3 separate regions of the Mus musculus genome follow, and regions 2 and 3 are each linked to region 1. Evidence: chromatin contacts called from public promoter capture Hi-C data. All regions are on one chromosome and are shown on one strand. The core of a region is the stretch at or near the end of the contact, and the rest is flanking DNA. Distances in the headings are between cores, read along the strand shown.

What was found. Promoter capture Hi-C pulls out the DNA fragments that hold promoters and counts their contacts.
Region 2: a contact with region 1 is called in a promoter capture Hi-C map of liver, with 3 times the contacts expected there. The contact joins the promoter of Ppib here to the promoter of Map2k5 in region 1. A contact is called at or near these places in 1 of 39 promoter capture datasets (liver) and 1 of 484 Hi-C or Micro-C datasets (B cells).
Region 3: a promoter capture Hi-C map of liver shows a contact between it and region 1, with 4 times the contacts expected there. The contact joins the promoter of Mtfmt here to the promoter of Map2k5 in region 1. A contact is called at or near these places in 1 of 39 promoter capture datasets (liver) and 1 of 484 Hi-C or Micro-C datasets (B cells).

Annotation. Positions count from the first base shown.
Region 1 is chr9:63,376,058-63,379,780 of GRCm38.p6, forward strand. Map2k5 (mitogen-activated protein kinase kinase 5) reads right to left here and starts at 1,845. Exons shown (of 22, transcript NM_011840.3): 1 at 1,066-1,845. The coding sequence starts at 1,200.
Region 2 is chr9:66,058,128-66,061,850 of GRCm38.p6, forward strand. It overlaps Ppib (peptidylprolyl isomerase B), which reads left to right and starts at 2,042. Exons shown (of 5, transcript NM_011149.2): 1 at 2,042-2,273; 2 at 3,340-3,453. The coding sequence starts at 2,139.
Region 3 is chr9:65,433,847-65,437,569 of GRCm38.p6, forward strand. Mtfmt (mitochondrial methionyl-tRNA formyltransferase) reads left to right here and starts at 1,936. Exons shown (of 9, transcript NM_027134.3): 1 at 1,936-2,161; 2 at 3,142-3,351. The coding sequence starts at 1,968.

The DNA of each region.
Region 1 (3,723 bases), core at 595-3,094:
ATGAGGGCCTGAGACTAATCTCTAGACCCATGTTAAAAAATAAAAATAAAAAATAAACAAAAACAAACAAATAAACAAAAAACCTAGGAAGTGGGTGCTTGACAGGTGGCCCAGGCTTGGTGGCATGAGTGCTTGTAATCTTAACATTGGGAATGCTGAAACAGGCGAATGCCCAGGGCTTGCTGGCCAGCCAACCCTATCCCAAAACAACAAGGTGGATGGCACCTGAGCACATCTGAGGCTGATCTCTGATCTCCACATGCACGCACACACATCTGCACACACATATACTCATATACTAAGTAAGGAAGCTATAGTTTTGGCACTGACTCTCAACCTCAGGAGCAAGTCCTCGGAAGGTCCTTTTACTCTCTATTCAGGACAAACACACACATACATAATGTTTTATAGTATATATTATATATGGACTCAAGGGCCAGCCTACATTAACCTTCATAATTTTGTGTGAAATATATTCTAAGCATCCCAAGGCAATGCACTGTTGATTCTAAGATGTAAATTTTCCCTGAACACTCAACATCTCTGAAATTGAGCTGTGTTTGTCACGGAATGATGTGCTGTAGTTCTAACAGGCAGCATCCTTTCCATATTGATAGTTAAGTCTAGGTCTCCCATTCAGTGGCATCTAAGGTTTGCTTAACCATTGTAAACTAAGATTGCCCTGGTGTCCCTTTCCCAGCAGGTCACAAGTTCAGGAAACTCAGCAGTGACAGGGCTAGAATGAGGGCAGGAATCCTTTCCAAATACTTGAGAAAAATATAAGAAACAGTTTTAAAACTCTTTACATCCCAGTTGTCTGCACTGGTGTGTAAGTCACAGTCCAGACTGTGAGCTTCCTGAGGGCAGGGGTTCAGTCGGATACATCAATTTCCCAGGGCGCTGCACATTTACCAGTTTTCAGTGAGTGCAATTAACCGAGACTGTGGTTAAAACAGGTAAGTTGACCCCACCAGAGGCCAGCTCAGGCCACCAATGGTCAAGATGCTGCCTATCCAGATCCATAATCCCCAACGCTGGGATTTGGCCACTAAAGTCACCACTCACCAGAACATCCCTGAAGAGTAACTGCGGCCCGGAGTGCACGGTCCAGTCCACCGCGCCACTATTTGGAATCTTGATCCGAATCACCAGCACCTGGTTCTCCATGGCACAGAAGGGGCCAAGGGCCAGCCACAGCATTACAGGTTAAAGGGTCTCACATCCTGGGGCGAGGGGTACCGACCTGCCCCTACTTAGGAGGAGCCCCAAGAAGTGACAAGGGGAACGATAGACAGAAGGCAGGCGATAAATAGGGAGCAAGAAGATGGGGAGAAGTGAAGAGGAGCGATCAGGAGGGAGCTTGCAGGCCCAAAACCAGGCCCAGGTCGTGTGGAGTGTCCCTAGGAGAGGATGCACTGTTGGGGGACCGGCCAAGAGGAATTAGTAGAGAGCGGAAGGTCCTGGAGTTACAAAAGTGGACAAAACAGAACCCACAAGCATTCTGTAGTCCTTGTGAGTAAGAGGAGACAGCGGAGCAACGGCCTGGTTTAAGGCAGGTACAGTGGCCAGGGTCCTGCCGTCCTGAGTGTCTCGGTGGGCAAGGGGACGGTGGCCGGGCGCCGCGGGCTGGGTCGGGGCTGTTTCGGAGGTGCACCGGTGGCGCCTGCCCTCCAACCAGGCAGGGGGGCCCAGGGCCGCGGGGTCAAGGGGCGGGTCCCGGACCGCAGCCGGAACCGGAGGGCGCGGCGCGTGCAGGATCGTCCGACTGAGGCCCGCGTCCCGGCAGCGGAGGTGGCGGCGAGAGGAGGAGGAAGGCGGCCGTTAGACCGCTGTTACTCCGGAACCAAAACGCGATGGCGCCGGAACCCGGGGAGCCGACATGTGGGACCCGCCTCCTGGGGCGCCATGTTGGAAGAGGGCAGCTGGGGCGGAGCAGGGATCTCGTGCTAGGACTGGCTGACTTCCATCTCTTCAGGTAGTGGTAAAGGAGCCTAGAAAACCCAGGAAGACACGGATCTACGGCTGGGGGCTGTCCGTAAAACAATTTAAGGTTTGATCATGCAGAAAAGGCGGTGAAGGACAAGACGGCAGCACCAGCTTGTCAAGTTATATACCTTTTACTATCCGCGGGTTTGTTACATTAAATCGGCAAGAGCCAGGCAAGACCTTTTTATTAAAAAAAGAAAAAAAAAAAAAAAAGCATGTTTTTATGCCCCTTCTTCCAATTAACAGTTCCAAAATACCACTATTTTTTCTCCCACGTTAGCAAAGTGTGCATGAATTTTTCAGTGAGGTCCTTTACCCTAACCAGTGACCTACAGTACCAAGCAATCTCCTACTCAAAAGCAACAGTAAAGAAACTCAATGGAGAGCGCTTAACTGCCTGGGGACAGCTGTATTTCTGGCATCATAATATCTTATTCAACCGTTGCAAAAATATCCCGTCTGTTCCATATATTTTCAGCTAAATTGCAGTGTTTATGCAGTCAGTGATAGCAGGGCAGTAGCCGTAAACCTTGGTTATTTTTAAATGCCTTGTTACCTCACATTTTAAAGTGCATAATCCTGTTGATCTATGTGTCTATACAAAAGAATTGCTTACAAATGGCAACGTGTAGGTAGGCCCTTTATTTGTAATTAAATTATGCTATTATCTCTACCTTTTGGGGCTGATTATGCATAAACATAGTGCGTGGGGTGGTGGGACCAGTGTCCACTTTCCCCGGAATAAACAGATATGTGATTAATGTAAGAGGAGGAACAATTAAATGTTGATCATTTTCAATGTAATACCAAAATTTGTGGCATAATTTCCTCTACTTGGGCTTTTTTCCTGTTGCATTTGAAAGGCCATTGTAGGAGATAAATGACCATCTTTTAGTTATTATTCCTTAATAGCTTAGGTAGGAATTCACGTAGACCGATTCTCCAGGTACTGTTGGAACTACCCCTTTGTAACTGCTCTTCAGTGCTAAAGAAAAATTCACTATTTTGCCATGTACTTCTTAATCTAAACTTTATTTCTATTATTAAGGAAAATTAACTACAAAACTAGAGATTTTCTATTAACCTATGATTTGTTAAAACGTCTTTTTAAAAATTCATAGTACCATAGGGAAAACCAACACCATTTGCCAAATTTGCATGTATATTCTGAAGCACTTTTTTAAATATATGAATGGCAGTCTCTCAGCTTCCCAAATATCTAAAGAGCAAATATAATCACATTTCAACTTTTTGTAGCCTTTACATAGCATGAAATCTTAAGACTTTATTATTTGAGCAGAGTTTCACAGAACTATTAACATTCAAAAGTACCTCTTTGTTAAGTAATATAAACACCACCGTCCAAATTAAAGGGATATATGTTTATGATCTTAAAGTTTTTGCACATAGTATTTTCTTTTTAACAGTAGACATAAGTAGCCACACAAGTTCTGACTGAGGTAGTTTGGTAGCCATAAAGTACTTTAATTGTAGTAGAAGGTTTATGCTTGTTTCTTTCCTACTTAAAGGGGGTTAAAGTTTGGATTGGAAATGTCCCCCATATGCTCAAGCCTTGCTTGTCCGTCAGTGGCACTGCCAGGAGACGATAGAATCTAATGTTGGGTCAGTGAGAGTAAGATAGGTTCTTGGGGGCATATTATACGACGTTATTGGGACCAGTGCCCTTCTTCCTTCTTCTGTTTCTTGTCAGCCATGAAGAAAACACCTTTACTTCCT
Region 2 (3,723 bases), core at 792-3,291, 2.7 Mb after region 1:
AAACCTTTGCTCCCTAGGCTCTTGTTCTGAGCACTGCCTGTCAGTCACTAGAGCCTGTTCTTGTGGAAGGAGGGACATAAGTGCTCTGCAAAGGACATGTGCTTTGCAAGGGAGTTCCACTGCAGGCACACCTTAAGCTTTGTTGTGATAGCTGTCACAAGGAAACTTTTCCCCCCAAGGTTTTACTCAAGTATGAAAAACCTACACTGGTTGGTGTCAGACCCCAGAAAGTCGAACTAGCCTGGCTAGGTCATGCCGAGCTGAGTTTTATTCTTGCCTCTTTGCCTGGCAACAGGAACAGCTGAGAGCTCATATCCAGAACCTGAAGCAGGAAGCAGAACACTAGCTAGGAATAGTGCAGGGCTTTGAAACCTCATATCCTACCAAGTGATGAGCTTCCTCCAACAAGGCCCCACCTTCTAAGCCTGCCCAAACAGCAGCACAACTGGAGATCAAGCATTCAAATGCCCGAGCCTATAGGGTAAATATCACTGGAATCAGCACAGTGTAAGACTCCAAACGCCAAAGTGTGTGCACTATAGAATGGAGCAACACCAAGTGTGTGTTACAACCGAAAACAGCCCATGGAAGCACCTGCAGCTATGAAAAAGAAAAGGCAGTCAGCCACAGACCTTTGTATATGTTATTTTCCACTTCTATGTTAATGTGAAGCCACCCCAACCAATACCTGCTGAGCACCGAGCCCTGGAGACAGGCTAGGGGAGCTATGTAAAGACTATGTGCAGCAAGGGCTCATTCTCCTAAAACAAAGTGCGAAGAAAAGAAATTTAACACCAGGAGCCGGTAGGATAACTCAGGTTCAGTAAAGTTGCCTGCTGCCTCTGAGCCAAAGGACATGGGTTCAACCCTCAGAGTCCCTGTGATGTAAGGAGAGAATAAACTCCCTCCACATGCAGGTAACTACGTGTCTACCCACTCACATGCAATGAGACATTGTAAAAAGGAAAAGATAAATACCAAAGTATCCAACAGAATGCATCCTTTCATAGGCGCACACAGCAGTTAAGCACAGGATTCCAAGACAAAGATGAGTAGTAAATTAGTAAAAACTAAAAATGGAAGCAGTGTGTGTGTGTGTGTGTGTGTGTGTGTGTAATGCATGCACATTATGTGTAGAGCTCTTATCATTCTGGGCCTTCATTTTGAGACAGGATCTCTACCTCAATCAAAGAACTAGTCTGGAAGCAAGCAAGGCTACCAGACCCGCCTATGTCCAGCACCACTACAGCACTAGGATTAGAGTCATAAAGTATGGCCATGATCTGCTTTTAGAGCTGGGTCCAAATTCAGGTCCTCATGATTGTGGAGCAAGAACCTTAACACTGAGCCATCTCTTCACCCCTCGACTCCACCCCTTTTTTGTTCTCGGGCATAGGTGTTACTATATTATGCTTAATAGCCAGAAACTAACTACATAGAAGCCGCCTTAAACTCACAGAAATCTTTCTGCTTCTTCCTCCAAGGTGCTGGGATTAAAGAGACGTGCAACCATGACTGGTCGTGTTCGTTTTAAGACAAGGTCTCACTCTAGTCCAAAAAGAACTAGTAGTCACTCTGTAGCCCAGGCTGGCCTTGAACTTTTTACCATCCTACTTCACCCTGCCCAGTGCTGGGATGACGGGTGTGAGCCACTACGCCCGGTCCCCAAGCAAGGCATTATAGAAGATATAGAAGGCTATGCTGTAACGCTCAACCGCTAAATTCAACCCCTAGTACTAAGGTTAAGTGTGTCCAGTCTTCTGAAGACCACCTCCAAATTTGGCAGCGACTGGTCTTTGCACGCCGTGACAAAAGTCTGAAAGTTGGATGGGCAGGTGGGGTCGCAAGGCACGCTGGGGTGCGTAGTCTCTCTTTCTGATACCAATCCCAACGCTGCCTTTGCGCACCGCCTTGACATACCCAATCAGAGGGCTGTAACGTGGCAGCCACCCGCAGCCCCGCCCCCGGCAGCGCCTACCACTCGGCGTCGCTGCGCAGGGAGAACGTGGCGCGCTCCTGGCGCTACGAGACCGCCCGCGGCCCCGGGTCCACCCCACGCCTGGGCGGCCACGCGCACGCTGCGCGTCCACACCCTTTTCCGGTCCGGGCTGCCCGACCGCTCTTGCTGCTGCCGGTGGATGCTGCGCCTCTCGGAGCGCAATATGAAGGTGCTCTTCGCCGCCGCCCTCATCGTGGGCTCCGTCGTCTTCCTTTTGCTGCCCGGACCCTCCGTGGCCAACGATAAGAAGAAGGGACCTAAAGTCACAGTCAAGGTCTGGGCTCCCCTCACCAGCGAGGCCTGCCTTCCGCCGCCTTAGGTCCGGCTCAAGCCGGAGCGGGTCTGGCCCAGTAGTTCCGACCTGAGCGTCCTTGTTCTTGTTCAGTTCTTCCTTGGGTCGACTTTGATCTCTTGAAGCCAGGCTCGCCCTATCTACTCAGACTAGAGAATAACCCAGACTCCCCCAGCCCCCCGCCCTGACCCAGGATGCCCAGCTTCGGCCAGCACGGACATCCTTAGGACGGTCCCTTTGCACATCCCCTGCATTGCTGGGAAATGGTGATGGATCAGAATTGCCGAATCTTTTACTATGGTCTCTCCAGTTTAGTGTGTTTTGTAGCACACACAGTAAATATAGTTAAACTTGCAAGCACAGTGTATCTCCCTGTGTATGTCCCCCTTTTAATGTATGTTTCTATAATCTGGAATCATTTAAAGAGCACAGATTGCTATTCTATAGTCTTGAGAACGAAAACTTTTAAAAAATGTTACATTATTTACTTAGTAGGGAGAGGGACTCGGGTACCACAGTGCAACCGTAGAGGTCAGAGGACAGTTTGCAGGAGTCCATTCACGTTGGTCTCTGGTCTTCAGGCTTGGCCGCAACCGAATTTTCCTCTAAGCCATAAGGCAGTCTGTAATCCTTTCTTGGGGTGGACCCAAGTGCTGTGGCATATATTACTCCCAGCTACTTGAGGGAGACTACAATTTAGCAAGATTAATTACTGGGGTTATTAGCTCAGTGGTGGACGGCTTATCTGCAGTGGCCCACCATTTCGTACTCCCTAGTACTGGGGTTGGAGACTACTAGAGCTTTCATAAGTGTACAGATGGTTGTAGCCACCATCTAGGTGCTGAGAACAGAAGCTCTAGGGTCTGGGAAAGCAGCAGATGCTCTTAACAGCTGCTGTTTCTCCAGCCTGTTTGTTGGATTTGTACAAAGGTTTTGCCCTACTCAGCCACAGCTTTAGGCTTTGTTCTCACTCATGGGGTAACTCCTCAGGCCCTCCTCTACCAAGGCCCCTGTGAAGGCTAAGCTTGGACTTGTTCACTTTCCTTAGGTATACTTTGATTTACAAATTGGAGATGAATCTGTAGGACGAGTCGTCTTTGGACTCTTTGGAAAGACTGTTCCAAAAACAGTGGATAATTTTGTAGCCTTAGCTACAGGAGAGGTAAGTGGCTAACCCCACACAGTAGGGATGGGAGCAGCTGGGGCTTCAGAGTGTGGCCCGTGTGTAGTGGTAGACAGACTTCATTAGCTGGCTTCCCTGAGGATGAGATATTTTTGTATATTAAGTGGGAATAAAGGGGTCCAGTCTTTAATTCTGGAGAAGGCCCTGGAACTGCGGTGACTTACTCAGAGCCTCAGTTGCCCAGTTTGGCACTTCCCAGAGATTGGACTGGTTCTTCCAACCCCTGCTGCTTCCTACAGCTAGTCATAA
Region 3 (3,723 bases), core at 686-3,185, 2.1 Mb after region 1:
TCCTCCTCCTCCTCCTTCTCCTCCTCCTTCTCCTCCTCCTCTAAGAAGTTTACTGTGGGAGGATCACAAGGTCTTGGCCAGCATCGAAGACACAGCAAGACCAGACCCTGCCTCACACAAACAAGCAAACAGGGACAGAAAGGTGCCAGTCAGTAGCAATAGGCTGCTCTATGAAGAAAAGATTAATGCTAGCCTCTTGCTCCAACAAGCTAGTTGTGTGGTAGGCAGAGGGTGCTGTGAGCGGCAGGAGGCAGCGTTTGTGGCACAGCTACGTGGGAGAGCTTGAGCTGCTGAAAATAAACTACATCAGCCTTGTGCCTATGTCTGTGCACCGAGTGCACATTGTGCCTGCAATGCCCTCAGAGGCCAGGAGAGGATGCCCTGGAGTTACAGGTGGTTGTGAGCCACCATGTGGGTACAGGAATTAAACAGGAGTCCTTTGTTAGAGCACCCTGTGCTCTTACTTGCTGACCCATCTCTCCAGACCCATACTTGAAGATTTTGCTTTTTAGTGGTGTGTTTGTCGCATGACTGCAGTGCCTGCAGGGGCCAGAAGAGGGCAGTGAGTCTCCTAGATCTGGCAATGTGTGTGCTAGAAAACAAACTCAGGTCCTCTGCAAGAACAGCGAGCATCTTAACCACTGAGCCGTCTCTCCAGCTCCAGTAGGTCACACCTTCAGTCGGTATTCAAAAGACAGCACCTTGAGTGTCAGAATCATGTTCCACTTCCCCTAAGTTAGGATTCTGGGACTGACTTGATCAGAGGAGGATACGGCTTGGCATCACATCTCATTTCCCTCATATGGTCAGATGCACCGGCTAGCAGCATCATAATCTTTGCCTCTCTTTTCTACTTAGCCCAAGGAATTTGCCGCTCTCTGGGCACACATTGGCCAACTTTCCACAACTATGGCAAACAAAGCCGCTCTCAGTTTTGAGGGGACACATGGAGAAAAAAATTATTGAATCTGTGAGGTAGGAGTTCAAGGCCTCAGGGAGGGTGTTGTCTTAGCACTGAAAAATGGATACCATTTAGTGAGGAAGAGAGGAAATGTGAGGTGGATGGAACGCTCAAGGGCACAGAAGCAGGGATCCTCAAAACTAAATGAAAGACTGCTCCAGGGCCTCTGGCTTTCAGGCCATGTGACAGGAATTAGATGAGAGAGGAACCTGATGCTGCTCTATAGCCAGAGCCAGCGTCACAAGCATGACCCATGTTAAGGACCCCAGTGTACCTTGGAAACACATATCTATCTGCACACCATGGTCTTCAGAGGTCTTCAGCAGATAGCCCTCACCCCTCCGTTTCCCTACAGTCTCCCTATGGCATCCCACATGGGAGGCCTGAGAATCTAAGAGTCTTGGATTCCTGAAGTGACTTCAGACAGGTGAGCAAACCTTAGTTTCATTGGGTGTGGAAATCCTGAGTTGCTTAGTAGTTAAGATTGCTGTTCAGGTCGAATGGTTAGGATCATGGCTTTGGAGCTGGAGGGACAGGACCCCTCGTTGCAGAGATGGCTCAGCAGTTAAGAGCACTGGCTTCCCTTCCATAGGACCCAGGTTCAATTCCCAGGCCCATGTGGCAGCTCAGAACTGTCTCGAGTTGTAGGGGATTCCACACTCTTACACAGACATGCATGCAGGCAAAGCACCAAAGCACGTAAAACAAAAATAAATTAAAAAAAAATTTGTAAAGTTTTAAAAAATAGTTTCTTTTAAAGGTTTGTTTTATTCATATGAGTGTCTTGCTTGTGTGTATATATCTGCAGTGTTCTTTGAAGAGCTTGGCTGAATAATACACATCAAAGTCCCCTCAAATTTCTTCCTTAGTGGTTCTTCAGTTGAGCCACGCCTCCAAAGCGGCAGGCCCCGCCTTGTCGTCTGCGCGTGCTTGGGCCTTTGAGCTCTTTGCTCCGCCCCCCACCATGGGCACGCATGCGCATGGTGGGCCGCTGCGGGCCGAGGTGATGCTCCTTCCGCGGTGCTGCTGGGGTCGGTGGCTGATGGGAAGGAGGCCACGCTGTTCCTGTCAAGCACCTGCCGGGTTCGACGGGAAGGACGGCCGAGGTTCCCGAGTCCGCGAGAAGCCGCCTTGGCGGGTGCTGTTCCTCGGCACCGACCACTTTGCCCGGGAAACGCTGCGGGCGCTGCACGCCGCCAGGTACCGGGGCAGGGTCCCACGCCGAGCCGCGGTGGCGACCCCAGGGCAGCGAGGTCCCGGGAAGGCGCCCTGTTGGGTCCCGGCCGGCAGAGCTCCTGTGGCTCCTGCAGCATCTGCCAGCAGACCCTCCATCTCCCCGAGCCTGGGAACCGGTACCTGGAGAGGCCCGGCCAGTACCCAGGGTCGTGGGCGGAGCCGGTTAGCTGAAAAGGGCTGTGACTCCAAAGTTCGTCCCTTCCTGGTGTTGGTGGCCTCCGTTTCCTTGCCCTTTTACACGCCTGTGTTTTCAAATGAATACATTTCTAAGTTAGAACAGTTTCATATACATATAATATTTATGCGATTTAACTAACCTTGTCTACTAGGAAGAAAGTTATTTGTAATTCACCCTTTCCTGAAAGGCTGCTGTGTCTACCGCCCCACTTCCCTGGAAGGATATTTGGTTATTTATCGGTCCCTGGTTTCCAGGCACTTATCTCGCCTCCATCCCTGCCTTCCTACAAACACTTTTCTTTTTAAATAAGATTTTTACTTTGAGATTTTATTTGTATGTGTGTGTGTCTATGAGCATGTACGTGTTGGTGCCTGTGGAGGCCTAAAGTGAGTGTCCCATTCCCTGGAGCTGGAGTGACAGGCCCTTGTGAGCTACACCCTGTGGATGCTGTAAGAAGAGAGCTGACTTCTGAAAGTTTTCCTCTCATTTCCACACACATGCTGTAGCATACGCCTGCACACACGCACACAGTAATAATAGCACATGCCCACACCATGCACACAATAATAATAATAAAAGACAATTTAATTTTTAAATTATTAAATTTAAACCCTGTGTGTTGGTTGCAAAAAATCTTAATTATTTTAGCTCTAAATGTACTATGGGTTTAATCATAAAAATAGCTTTGCTGTGCATGAAATAGTTTAGCTTTGGGCTGTTGCCCTGACACTGTCAAATTTTTTTTCCCCCAATCTTTCTGATTCAGAGACGGCAAAGAGGAAAAGTTAATTGAGAAACTGGAGGTTGTCACAGTGCCTTCGCTATCCCCCAAAGGACTACCTGTGAAGCAATATGCTATTCAGTCTCAGCTCCCGGTGTACGAGTGGCCCGACGTGGGATCTGGAGAATATGATGTTGGGGTAGTGGCTTCCTTTGGCCGGCTTTTGAGTGAGGCTCTTATTCTTAAATTTCCCTAGTAAGTTTTACTTATAAGGAAATACAGTGTGGCGATCATGTCTTTTTTATGAATGGGTCTAGCAACTAAAATGCCATAATTTAAACTGTTTGTTTGTTTTCTTTCTTTCTTTTCTTTCTCCATTCAGACAGGGTCTCATTATATGTAGCCTTGGCTGTCCTGTTGCAATTCACTATATAGAGCAGGCTAGCCTCAAACTCACAGAGAAATCTGCCTATATCTGTCTCCTAGGTGTGTAGATTAAAAGTGTATACCATCAGGCCCAGATTAAACTATGTTTTCTTCCCTGTCTTCTTTTAAAATAAGATTTATTTTTGGCACAAAGTATCGAACTCCTTGGCTTTCCTACGCCCTCATTTAAATATCATGCAT